Regions from separate parts of the Sus scrofa genome. Here regions 2 and 3 are each linked to region 1. The links are chromatin contacts, called in public Hi-C maps. All regions are on one chromosome and are shown on one strand. Each heading gives the region's core, a stretch centred on a gene start, on an enhancer-like site or on the middle of the called end of the contact. The rest is flanking DNA. Distances are from core to core; before and after follow the strand shown.

Region 1 (3,492 bases), core at 470-2,969:
AATAGATCCTGATGGAACACTGTTCCACAGCTCTGAGCACCCACAGGAAGGGGACACACTGCTGCCCTGGGGAGGCTCTGGGGCTCTGTGATCCTGCATCTGCCTTGACTGAGGTGACCACAGAGCCTGGGAGTGGGTTGGCGAGGCAACCGACTGGGCTCCCAGAGGGTGTAGAGACTTGGACTACCTGCATGCTCAGGCACCAGCAAAGCACATGCACCAATATTTTTCTATTGGAAAGAAATTGCTATCTCAAAAATCACTGACAAACATCACAGGAAATCTGAACTTCCTTTGCCCCCCTCCCCCGCCCCCCATCTTACCCATCAGGACTGTGCTTTTTTGCAACTGAATTACCTGGGGACAGGATCCCTGTCTTCTCAGGGTCTTTGCCTCTAAAGGTCTTTTCAGGCCTTGCTTTGGCTGTTTACTAATTACATGATCATGCCCAGGTGGCTCTACTCCTGTGACCTGGTGTCAGTAACACCCACAAGGCAGGGCTGTCAGGATTATTAAAAAGAGAAATCCGTGAAGGCCCTGGCACATGGTTGATGCTCAGTAAGGAGTGTGCAGGTATTATTATTTTAAATTCAGAGGCAGCATGAGGGGTCAGCATTGCTCCAAGTCCCTGGTATAGTATAACTTATGCTTATGGTAGCAGTAAGATTCTGTTTTGTTTTGGACGTGAAACGGATCAACTTTAGTGAGACCTTTTCCTTAAGTGTAAGGTAGAGTAGAACCCAGGATAGTGCAAAGGGAAGCAGAGGCAAGATTTGAGAGACTGAAGACTGGGGCCCAAGGGCTAGATGTAAATAGCACGACAAACTGATGAATCTGACTGCCCACACTTTTACTCCATGTCCGGTGACTATAGTTTCCTTTGTGTCAAAAAGTAATACCTGTATGTGAAAAGATTACATCGAGGTACAAACTCTACAACCAGGTAAACCCTAGGACAAAAATATGGAACGCTTCACGAATTTGCGTGTCATCCTTGCGCAGGGGCCATGCTAATCTTCTCTGTATCGTTCCAATTTTAGTATATGTGCTGCCGAAGCGAGCACGACGGCTGGGTCTTCTCAGAGGGTATATAAAGCCAAGAACATAAAAACTTTTTTGATTATGGTGACTATAGAAGAGTAATTTTTTTCAATTTAAAAGTATTCGAGGATTTATGACCTTCTATGTCACACATACTGTCATCATATCTTTGTGATTTTGGGAGAGTTAAGTAGAATTGTCTCTTTAACCTTCTTACATATTATATGCAAATGAAGGGACCATGGGAAATTGGCCCTCTGCCCGCCCGACCTCCGCGCGCCTTACTGTCACGCTCGGTCACGTGGTGCTCGTTCCCCTAGCGCTTCTCTCACTATTGCGGGTCTGCGAGCCCAGCGGTTGTCCCTGGAGTCCTCCTGGCGCGTGGCGGAGGGGGATGCGGCGGCGTATTGTACCCGGAACTACGCGGAGAAGCGTGTGCACTGCGCGAGTGGTTTTTGAGGGCCTGGGACCGTGGTGCCAATGAGGGCCCCACAGAAGTGGAGTCCGTGCCCCCGAAACGTTTGCGAACCGATGGTCAGGCTAGGACCCATAACCACCGCGAGGTCTGGAGCCACCGACCGCGAACCGGAAGAGGCTGGGCGGGGCGGCCTAGGGCTGCGGCTCCGGGCGCCGGTGTCCCGCTGCTTCCTCGGTGGGGGGTTGCCTATTGACCCACCCCGCGCTGGAGGCCAAGGGGAAGAGGGAGGGTGTCCACTCTGGGTTCCTGGCTTTGCTTAGAGTGACTTGGGAGTCGTGGCGCTTTGGGAAATGTCACCACTCTTTAATCTAGTCCCGGGGCAGGCACTTAACCTAATCGGTTTCCTCCCCCAACCCCCTCCGCGCCCCCCAGTTTGAAGGTTAGAAAACTGAGGCTCTAGTTGGTTAAATTATTAAGGCTAAAATGATCCTGCCAGTGGTGAAAGAAGTCGTGATATGGGTGCAAGTCTGCTTTCACGGTGGGATTCAAGAGAGAAAAGATGGGGGCCAAGAGTGTAGCCTGCCTTTTTCTTAAACAATATTCCCAAGACCTTAACAGTTCAGACTTTACTTCCTGCTTTCATTTTTTCACCAAATATCAAGGTCCTATGACGTGAGCGCTGAGGTTGCAGGGGTGATCGAGTGATTAGGGTTGCTGTGGTCATGGAGCTGCTTCTGTTCCAGCAAGGGGAGAGCATTCTCGGTCTTGAGACAGCTTGGAAGGAACATTTGGGACAGAGCCGTGGCTGGGGAATGAAGGCCTGCCACTTCAGTGGGTGGACAGGAGGGAGGGGACAGTCGAGCTGTGGCTTGATGGTGGGGATGCAGCCCTCAGAGGACAGGACAGATAGTACCTGTCAGAGGAAGACCTTGGGGCCACCTGAGTCAGTTTCACCCATCTGGGCTAGTCCTTCAGGGGTGGTCTAGGCTGAGCGCTGGCTCTTCACTGTGAACCTGACTCAGCCCCAGCCAGGGAGCACCTGGCCTGGCCTTTGGGGAATCTGGAGGACCAACTCCTTCCCCCTTTTCAGTGAAATGGAAATCAGGTGCAGGCAGCCCAACTTCTCATTTGACCTCTCTCTAAATAAGCAGCAAGCAAACACAAACCTCAGAATGCTAATATGGCCTTTATTGAGCGAAAAGAGCTAATTTGGGCAATGATGTTTCTCTCAGATTTACAAAAGGGAATTGCAAATAACTAAAAAGCGTATTAGCAATGATGGGAGATGATGCTAATCTTCAATTAGCATCCATGTTTTTATTCATTTATTTAGAAGGAGAGCCTTTTCGACACAGTTGATGTGCACACGTGTCACAGGGACAGGTACATCTCATGGGTTCATAAATGCCTTACTGCAGAAACCAGCAGGAGATGCACCAGGTTGTTCCTGGCTTCTGGCTACATGAGCATGTGTTATTTTGAGCCAGAGGTGGGGTTTTGTTTGTTCCGTTTGTTTTTTTCTAATTGAGCACTTGTGGAACAGAGAAGAGAGATCTGGATTTTAGTTCCCATTCCTCCCTGTGCCTGTCTTTGTGACCTTGGCCAACTCCTTGGACCTCTCTGGTCCTGTTTTATCTTCTGCAAAGTGAGGAAAGTGTCCTAGAGATGATGTCTAACTATTTCTGTCAGCTTTAACCTGCTGTGGTTTTTTTGTAACTAGGTAAATGAAGGACTTTTTCAAGGCTAAAATTAGCAAGCTGTTAACGTTCAACACTATTTTTTGTTTTCTTTATTAGAAGAGTAGAGCATGCTGGTCATCCTTGGGGCATAGGAGATCCCAGGAACAGTCCACAGGGGCAGTTGTGGACCTAGGGTCTGGGACCTGACACCTGCCCCTGAGCCCTGGAAGCCCAGGGAGGAGGAAGGTGAGTTGTGGGGAAGAGACAGTTGCTTTTTTTTTTTTTTTTTTTAAAGTTACTACAGGAACTGTTTCTTAGCTACTGTGAATTTTTTCTTAGGTCCCCCCCACCACC
Region 2 (3,492 bases), core at 405-2,904, 700 kb before region 1:
ATTGCTTAGCCATTCCAAATGCAATAGTTTGCATCTATTAACCCCAGATTCCCAGTCCACCCAACTCCCTCCCCCCGCACTCCCCCTTGGCAGCCACAAGTCTGTTCTCCAAGTCCATGAGTTTCTTTTCTGTGGAAAGGTTTATTTGTGCTGTATATTAGATTCCAGATATAAGTGATATCATATGGTATTTGGCTTTCTCTCTCTGACTTTCTTCACTTAGTATGAGAGTCTCTGGTTCCATCCATGTTGCTGCAAATGGCATTATTTTATTATTTTGTTCTTTTCTATGGCTGAATAGTATTCCATTGTGTATGTATACCCCATCTTCTTAATCCATTCATCTCTTGATGAACAGTTAGGTTGTTTCCATGTCTTGGCTATTGTGAATAATGTTGCAGTGAACATATGGGTGCATGTGTCTCTTTTAAGGAAAGTTTTGTCTGGATATATGCCCAAGAGTGGTATTGCTGGGTCATATGGTAGCCTTGTATTTAGTTTTCTAAGATACCTCCATACTGTTCTCCATAGTGGTTGTACCAGCTTACATTCCCACCAGCAGTGCAGGAGGGTTCCCTTTTCTCCACATCCTCTCCAGAATTTGTTACTTGTGGACTTATTAATGATGGCCATTCTGACTGGTGTGAGGTGGTACCTTGTGGTAGTTTTGATTTGCATTTCTCTAATAATCAGTGATGTTGAACATTTTTTTCATGTGCTCATTGGCCATCTGTACCTCTTCCTTGGAAAAATGTCTGTTCAGGTCTTTTGCCCATTTTTCAATTGGGTTTTTTTTTTTTTTTTTTTTTTTTTTTTTGCTGTTGAGTTGTATAAGTTTTTTGTATATTTTAGAGATTAAGCCCTTCTCATTTGTATCATTTGAAACTATTTTCTCCCATTCTGCAGGTTCTTTTTTTTTTTTTTTTTAATGGTTTCCTTTGCTGTACCAAAGCTTGTCAGTTTGATTAGGTCCCACTGGTTTATTTTTCCTTTTATTTCTGTTGGCCTTGGGAGACTGACCCAAGAAAACATTTGTATGGTTGATGTCAGAGAATGTTCTGCCCATGGTCTCTTCTAGGAGTTTGATGGTGTCTTGTCTTACATTTAAGGCTTTAAGCCATTTTGAGTTTATTTTTGTGCATGGTGTGAGGGCGTGTTCCAGTTTCACTGATTTACACGTGGCTGTCCAGTTTTCCAAGCACCGCTTGCTGAAAGGACTGTCTTTTCCCTGTTTTATGTTCTTCCCTTTGTTGAAGATTGACTGTAGGTGTCTGGGTTTATTTCTGGGTTCTCTATTCTGTTGCATTGTCTGTCTGTCTGTTTGGGTACCAGTACCACACTGTCTTGATGACTGTGGCTTTGTAATATTGAGGGAGATGATTTTTAACGGGGCTGGAGCTTTTGCAACTTAGGGCTGCTCAGCCTTGCTAAGGAGTTCCTCTGAAAAAATACCTCATCAGGCTCTTTGCTGTTCCCCAGTTCTTTAGACTCAGGTTTCCACCTGCACCCTGGCCAGGAAGTTCATTGGCAACAAGTTAGAATCCTCCTTTCCCTATCACTCACCCCTTTTAAAAAGTGACTCATTCTGAGCTAACCCAGCCTGGGCCCAGACGTGGATAGGGTTATGCATGGACTCTGTGTGGTGGTGTGTCATTTCTGGCTTGCTGGGAAATCCTTTGGTGTTGGGAGTGGGAGGATGGGAGGCAGAGTGTCGCTGGGACTGGAGTGCTTCCAGGATATGTGTGATATAGAGGGGCGGGGGCTGTGTGCTTTGTCTCATGGAACGACAGAGAAGAAGCTGGACTTGGAGTCAAGAACAGCCTAGGTTTGGGTCCCAGCTATAGCCCATGACCATCCAGTAGCCTTGAACAAGTCACTCAGCCTTTCTGAGCTTCATTTCCATTGTCTGTAAGATGTGGTCCCTGTAAGGATTAAATGAGCTGGCGTGTGTTTTTACCCACCACCAGGTTCCTGGTGCTTGGTGACTGCTTGACCACTTTTAAAGTCTTAAGATGTTATTCATCAGATCCCTAAAGAGTATTTCGGTACATACCTTGAACACTATCTGTTTTAGGGGGGAAAAAGGAAGAGCCAGCAGGCCTTCTCTCTCCAGAAGGAACTACAAGTCTAGATAGGAAGAGAATAATGCCCACAGCACTGAAGGCTTAGCATCCTAGAGCAGTGCTTTCTGATAGGAAGACAGTGCATGCTACATGTATAATTTGAAATCTACTAGCCACATTAAAGGGTGAAAGAAAAAAGTGAAATCAGGAGTTCCTGCTATGGTGCAAAGGGATTGGCCTCATCTTGGGAGCTGGGACGCATGTTTGATCCTGGCCCGGCACAGTGGGTTGAGGATCTGGCATTGCTGTAGCTGTAGCTTAGGTCTTGACTGCAGCTGGGATCTGATTCCTGGCCTGGGAACTCCGTCTTCCACAGGGTGGCCGAAAAAGAGAGAAAAAGGTGAAGTCAATTTTAAATAATTTATTTTATTGAATACAAACGTATTCAATATCAGGGTTGTTAATGAGACAATTTACATCCTTTTAAAAATCATACTGTCTTCGAAGTCAGCACGTTCTGTCTACTTACAGCATGTCTTGCTCCAGCGTGGCCATTTCAAATGCTCATTTGGTGTGTGAGCCTGGTGGCTGCCTTACTGGACAGCATTGCTTTAGGATTTACTTGTTAGGTCAGCTCCCATCCCCTACATTTTGGAGGGCATCATTGCGGTCACAGGGCGGGGTATGACTTTACTGTGACAGCCACTGAGGAGCAGAATGGGGCTAGGGCTCGGGTCTCCTTATCACTGGGAAGAGGGGATACTTGCATTTGCTCAGTGTCTGGGCGTCCCAGGCGCTGTGGTAGACATTCCACCCTTGTTATTCCACTGAATTCTTGCAGTAATAACCTTGTGTGGTAGACGGTTAGCATGTGCATTTTTACAGCGGAAGCAACAGAGGCCCAGAGAGGCCAAGCAACTGACCCAAGGCTGCACAGTCAGGGGTGGTGATGGAATATGGACCAGGGCCTTCTGACCCCAGAGTGTTCCATTCACCTGTCTGTTCTTCCCTACACAGAGAAAGAAAATTTGCAGACAGCGTAGTATCTAGGCCAAGTTCTCAAGGAAAGTTCCAGGGCACAGGAGCAGCACTGTGGCTGGCTTATTCAACAGGGGCTTCAGGACATCGATAGAGAAGGCCTGGGTCTGCTTTGGTAGAGATGGTGTGTGTGTAAAAGCAGTATTCCTTCTATTCACAGGTTCTTAAGCCAGTGAGGGGGAGGGGCAGGGCTGGTGGTCGCTTGTGGAGGTACGTGGTGGGGGTGGGGAGCCAGTGAGGGGCAGTGATTGTAGAGGCCAGCACGCTGGGCCCTGCTCCCGCTGCCACCTGGGAATGCCGAGCACTTCAAGAGGCTCCAAGCAGCTGAGACTTGCTGCTTGGAGAAACCCCAAGAATTTGGGGAGGCTGGGATTGAGCAAGTTCTCGAATG
Region 3 (3,492 bases), core at 664-3,163, 650 kb before region 1:
GGTGATGGCTTCAAGGGCAGGGAGTGGGAACACTCGTCCAGGTGAATGGGGGGGGCACCTTCAGCCCGGGGAGGGAGGAGCTCCAGACAGGGGTATTCTCCATGCCCACAATCACTGTTTTGTTCTGTTGGCAGGATGCAACCTGAAGATCTTCAACAACCAGGAGTTTGCCGCCCTCCTGGCTCAGTCTGTCAACCAGGGCTTTGAGGCCGTGTACCAGCTGACACGGATGTGCACCATCCGCATGAGCTTCGTCAAGGGCTGGGGCGCCGAGTACAGGTCAGGGTTGGGGCACCTGGACAGCGGAGTGGGGGCTTCCCAGAAATGAGCTAGCCTGGCCCTCACCCTGAATAGCAGAGGGGCCAGGGATCAGTGGGCAGCTGAGCCCCACTGGGTGAGGAAGGGCTGAGCAGTGCTCGCCTAGCACTTGACTTTCTCAGGCGCTGGATGCACACAGTCCCATTTCAGCCTCACTACAACCTTGGGCAGGGACATGGGCATGGTCCCCTTCGTACAGATGAGGGAACCAAGGTCCAGGGAGGGCAAGCCACTTGCCTGAAGTCACATCATTTGTAGAAAAACTGAGCCTAGAACTGTGCCCCCTTGGTGTCTTTCTCCTAGTTGGCTTTGGGCAGCTGCTTGTACAATGACCCTCCCCGGGAAGTTGGGTCTTCATCCTGGAGTTCCTTCCCTCCTCTGTGGCTCCATCTCTGACCGGAGCGACCCTCAGGACCTAGGATATTAAAACTGAGAAGCAGGGAGGGGACGAGGAGATTTGATAGTCCTACAGGAAGATATCTTACTTGCTCAGAAATGATTTTTTTTTTTTTTCATAATTTCAGACAGTGGTTTCAACATGGCACTGGTTAGGGGTCTCCCTGGTCTGCTCTCGAGTTTCTCAGACTGTTCTGGGGTGGGCTTCAAGAATCCTATTCCTTTTCTCCCCACACCTGGACAGGAGTCTCCCAAGGGGCAGGTCTGTGGGCCCAGCCCCCTGCTCTGTGGCAGACACAGAGGTACCCACACGTCAGCTGGAGCCAGGGCCTTGCAAGTTACTCTCCCCTTCGCTTCATTTTTCCAGATGTTTGGAATCCATTTTGTTTTGCAGTCATTCTGCACCCGAGCCAAACCCATTTCAATATTGGCTCTGGGCCACCGTTTATAATGAAATCCAGATGAGCATGACTTATGGAAAGTCAGATTCTCATTAGAGGATTTCGGTCCATAAAATTCTCCTCTTTCATTTACCGTATTTCAGCTGCTGTTCCCTGTGTCAGCCCCGCAGTGCTGGGGGACGTGGCACCTTGGTCTCTGGGGTCTGAGATCTGGGATGAATGACCAGCGCAACGTTCCCACTGGTCAGCCCTCAGGAGAACTTACAGCCCAGTTATATGGCCTGAGCTGAGCCCAGGCCCAAAGGCCCAACCTGAGGGACCCTTTAGCCTTGGCTGTAATCATGTAGGCAACAAGAATTGAAAGGTTAGAAAATTAGTCTTGTTTTGAAGCTGGGGAAAGGAGATACTTAAAGATGGAATCAAGGGAAAAGAGCCAGAGGGAGGGAGGCCCAGGTGCTCTTTACCACTCAGACTGCAGTCCGGAGGGCCACACTTGGGCACCCAGGTCAGGCAGGCACCGCAGGGCTGAGCCCAGAAGCCCATTGCTAACCTTCCACTTGGGCGAAGCGTGGCCAAGCAAGGATGCTGCTGCCCTCAGGCCTGTGGTTCTTGACCTGGGTGCAGCACCACAGTGCTCCAGCTTCAAGTGCTTGAGAAGTGGCCCCTTGCTGGCAGAAGCCTTTCCCTGGGGGCACTGTGTCACCACACAGGACATACGGCCAGCACACCCAGTGCTGTGCAGCCCACGTCACTGCCACCTGGCAGCACGGTGGAGCAGCCTAACTGGCTGTGCGGCCCCTTCCCAGAACAGTCTCGCCTTCCTTCTGCCTCCTGGGCCAAGGAGAGTAAGGTTTCATCCCTTCCTGTGAGGTGGCCAAAAGCAGGGCCCAGGGCCCAGGCCTCTCACCTCCAGCTGGCACCAGCGCCTCCGGCCTCAGCAGATAGCCTTTGCTCAGGAGGCCTTTGGGAGCTCGCCTGCGAGCTGCGTCATCAACCAGCCCGAATTTAGACAAAGTGCTTTGGGGAAAAGAAACGTGTGGTGTGCCTCAGTTTTTTCCAGTAATTGTTCCATGGCTTGCTCTGCTCGTAAGATTTTCCAAAATAAGGCCATAGATGGGAATTATATCAGCACATCGGGGACCGACGGCATGTGGACTCTGTCGGCGCTTTGTAAAAAACACCCCTCGATCAGACAGACGCACGTCATCGTGGCCTGCTGGGGCTGAAGGCAGGGAGCTGTAGGTGTCTGCTCAGGACAGGGGGGCCAGGGAGACCTTTGCTTGGGCTGGAGCTTCTCCACTGGGGGCCCATCACAGCAACCGGTGGGCCTCTGGGACACCCTGGAATTTGCCTTATGTGTTTCTCTTTAAGGGCCACCTCCTTCCCCGATCTACTCGGGGCCCTTCCTGTTTGGCAGAGTCTGGCCTGGCAGTTTCAGCAAGTTACTGGCACCTCCTCCAGGGCAGGGTCCAGCATGACAGGCCATATCCCTGGCTCTGGGAAGAAGATGGTCCCAAAGCAGGAAAAGGGGTTCTGACTTGTATGTGTGGGCTTCTAGACATTCTTAAAGTCTCCCAACCCACCCCTCTCCCTATGTCTTGCAGGAGACAGACTGTGACCAGCACCCCCTGCTGGATTGAGCTGCACCTGAATGGGCCATTGCAGTGGCTTGACAAGGTCCTCACCCAGATGGGCTCCCCAAGCATCCGCTGTTCCAGTGTGTCTTAGAGACATTGGGTGTGAAGGGGGAGGGTGGGGAGGGCGGGCTCGGGGAAGATGGCTGTGGAGGAGGTGGAGAAATCAGAACTCTACTCACTGTGGTCAAGGAAGAAGACATTTTTCTCCCTCAACCAAAGTGGCACCAGCCTGTTTTCCAAAACACAAAAGCAAACCCGGAGATGGATTTCTATGAACAGCTGTGTCTGCTGAACACATCTTCCCTTTGGCCCCAGCTTGAAGGGCAAGAAATGGCTTCTGCTCTGGCGGCTTGAGCAAACAGGTGGTATCTCACCACCTGCCACCTCCCCCTGCCTCCCCCCCCCCTTTTTTAAGGACAGAAACTGGGATGTCACTGTCCAATGGGAAATGGCCTTCTGATCAGGACCGGAATGTGGAATGGGCCTTGGGTGCTCTAGGCTGGGAGAAGCCCGCAGGGGTGTGAGCACACCTCAGGTCCAGCCCTCTTCCCCCACTGAGCATTCCTGAACCCCAGCTGCAGCAGCAGACCCTGTAACCTGGGGCCTGGACTGACTTGGGGCAGGGAGGGGGCTTGTCTGTCTCTATCCATCTCAGAGCGTACTGATTACAGTGAGCAAGCGAGTGTGGTCACAATGTGCAGAGAGATGGTGGGAAAAGCTGGTGGGACACCGGTTTAAAA

The links. A called contact is a pair of places that touch in the nucleus more often than the background predicts.
Region 2: a contact with region 1 is called in a Hi-C map of embryonic fibroblasts, with 4 times the contacts expected there. The contact joins two enhancer-like sites. A contact is called at or near these places in 2 of 47 Hi-C or Micro-C datasets (embryonic fibroblasts and subcutaneous adipose tissue).
Region 3: a Hi-C map of subcutaneous adipose tissue shows a contact between it and region 1, with 2.8 times the contacts expected there. The contact joins two enhancer-like sites. A contact is called at or near these places in 3 of 47 Hi-C or Micro-C datasets (embryonic fibroblasts and subcutaneous adipose tissue) and 1 of 2 datasets of contacts at active chromatin or transcription factors (skeletal muscle).

Annotation. Positions count from the first base shown.
Region 1 is chr1:165,766,027-165,769,518 of Sscrofa11.1, forward strand. SKOR1 (SKI family transcriptional corepressor 1) reads left to right here. Exons shown (of 9, transcript XM_021100496.1): 9 at 1-201. It overlaps LOC106509076 (a long non-coding RNA gene), which reads right to left. Exons shown (of 2, transcript XR_001306316.2): 2 at 3,411-3,492. Among named protein-coding and RNA genes, the nearest start is that of SKOR1, 14 kb to the left of the region's middle. Within about 2 kb of position 1,720, at least 81 of the 83 cell types and tissues checked have an H3K27ac peak or open chromatin away from gene starts, as enhancers often do. A contact at or near this core is called in embryonic fibroblasts, skeletal muscle and subcutaneous adipose tissue, where this site is marked.
Region 2 is chr1:165,061,562-165,065,053 of Sscrofa11.1, forward strand. The region is part of intron 1 of SMAD3 (SMAD family member 3); the gene reads left to right. Among named protein-coding and RNA genes, the nearest start is that of SMAD3, 65 kb to the left of the region's middle. Within about 2 kb of position 1,655, at least 11 of the 83 cell types and tissues checked have an H3K27ac peak or open chromatin away from gene starts, as enhancers often do. A contact at or near this core is called in embryonic fibroblasts, where this site is marked.
Region 3 is chr1:165,117,153-165,120,644 of Sscrofa11.1, forward strand. It overlaps SMAD3 (SMAD family member 3), which reads left to right. Exons shown (of 9, transcript NM_214137.1): 8 at 135-279; 9 at 2,720-3,492. The coding sequence ends at 2,843. Among named protein-coding and RNA genes, the nearest start is that of AAGAB, 74 kb to the right of the region's middle. Within about 2 kb of position 1,914, at least 24 of the 83 cell types and tissues checked have an H3K27ac peak or open chromatin away from gene starts, as enhancers often do. A contact at or near this core is called in skeletal muscle and subcutaneous adipose tissue, where this site is marked.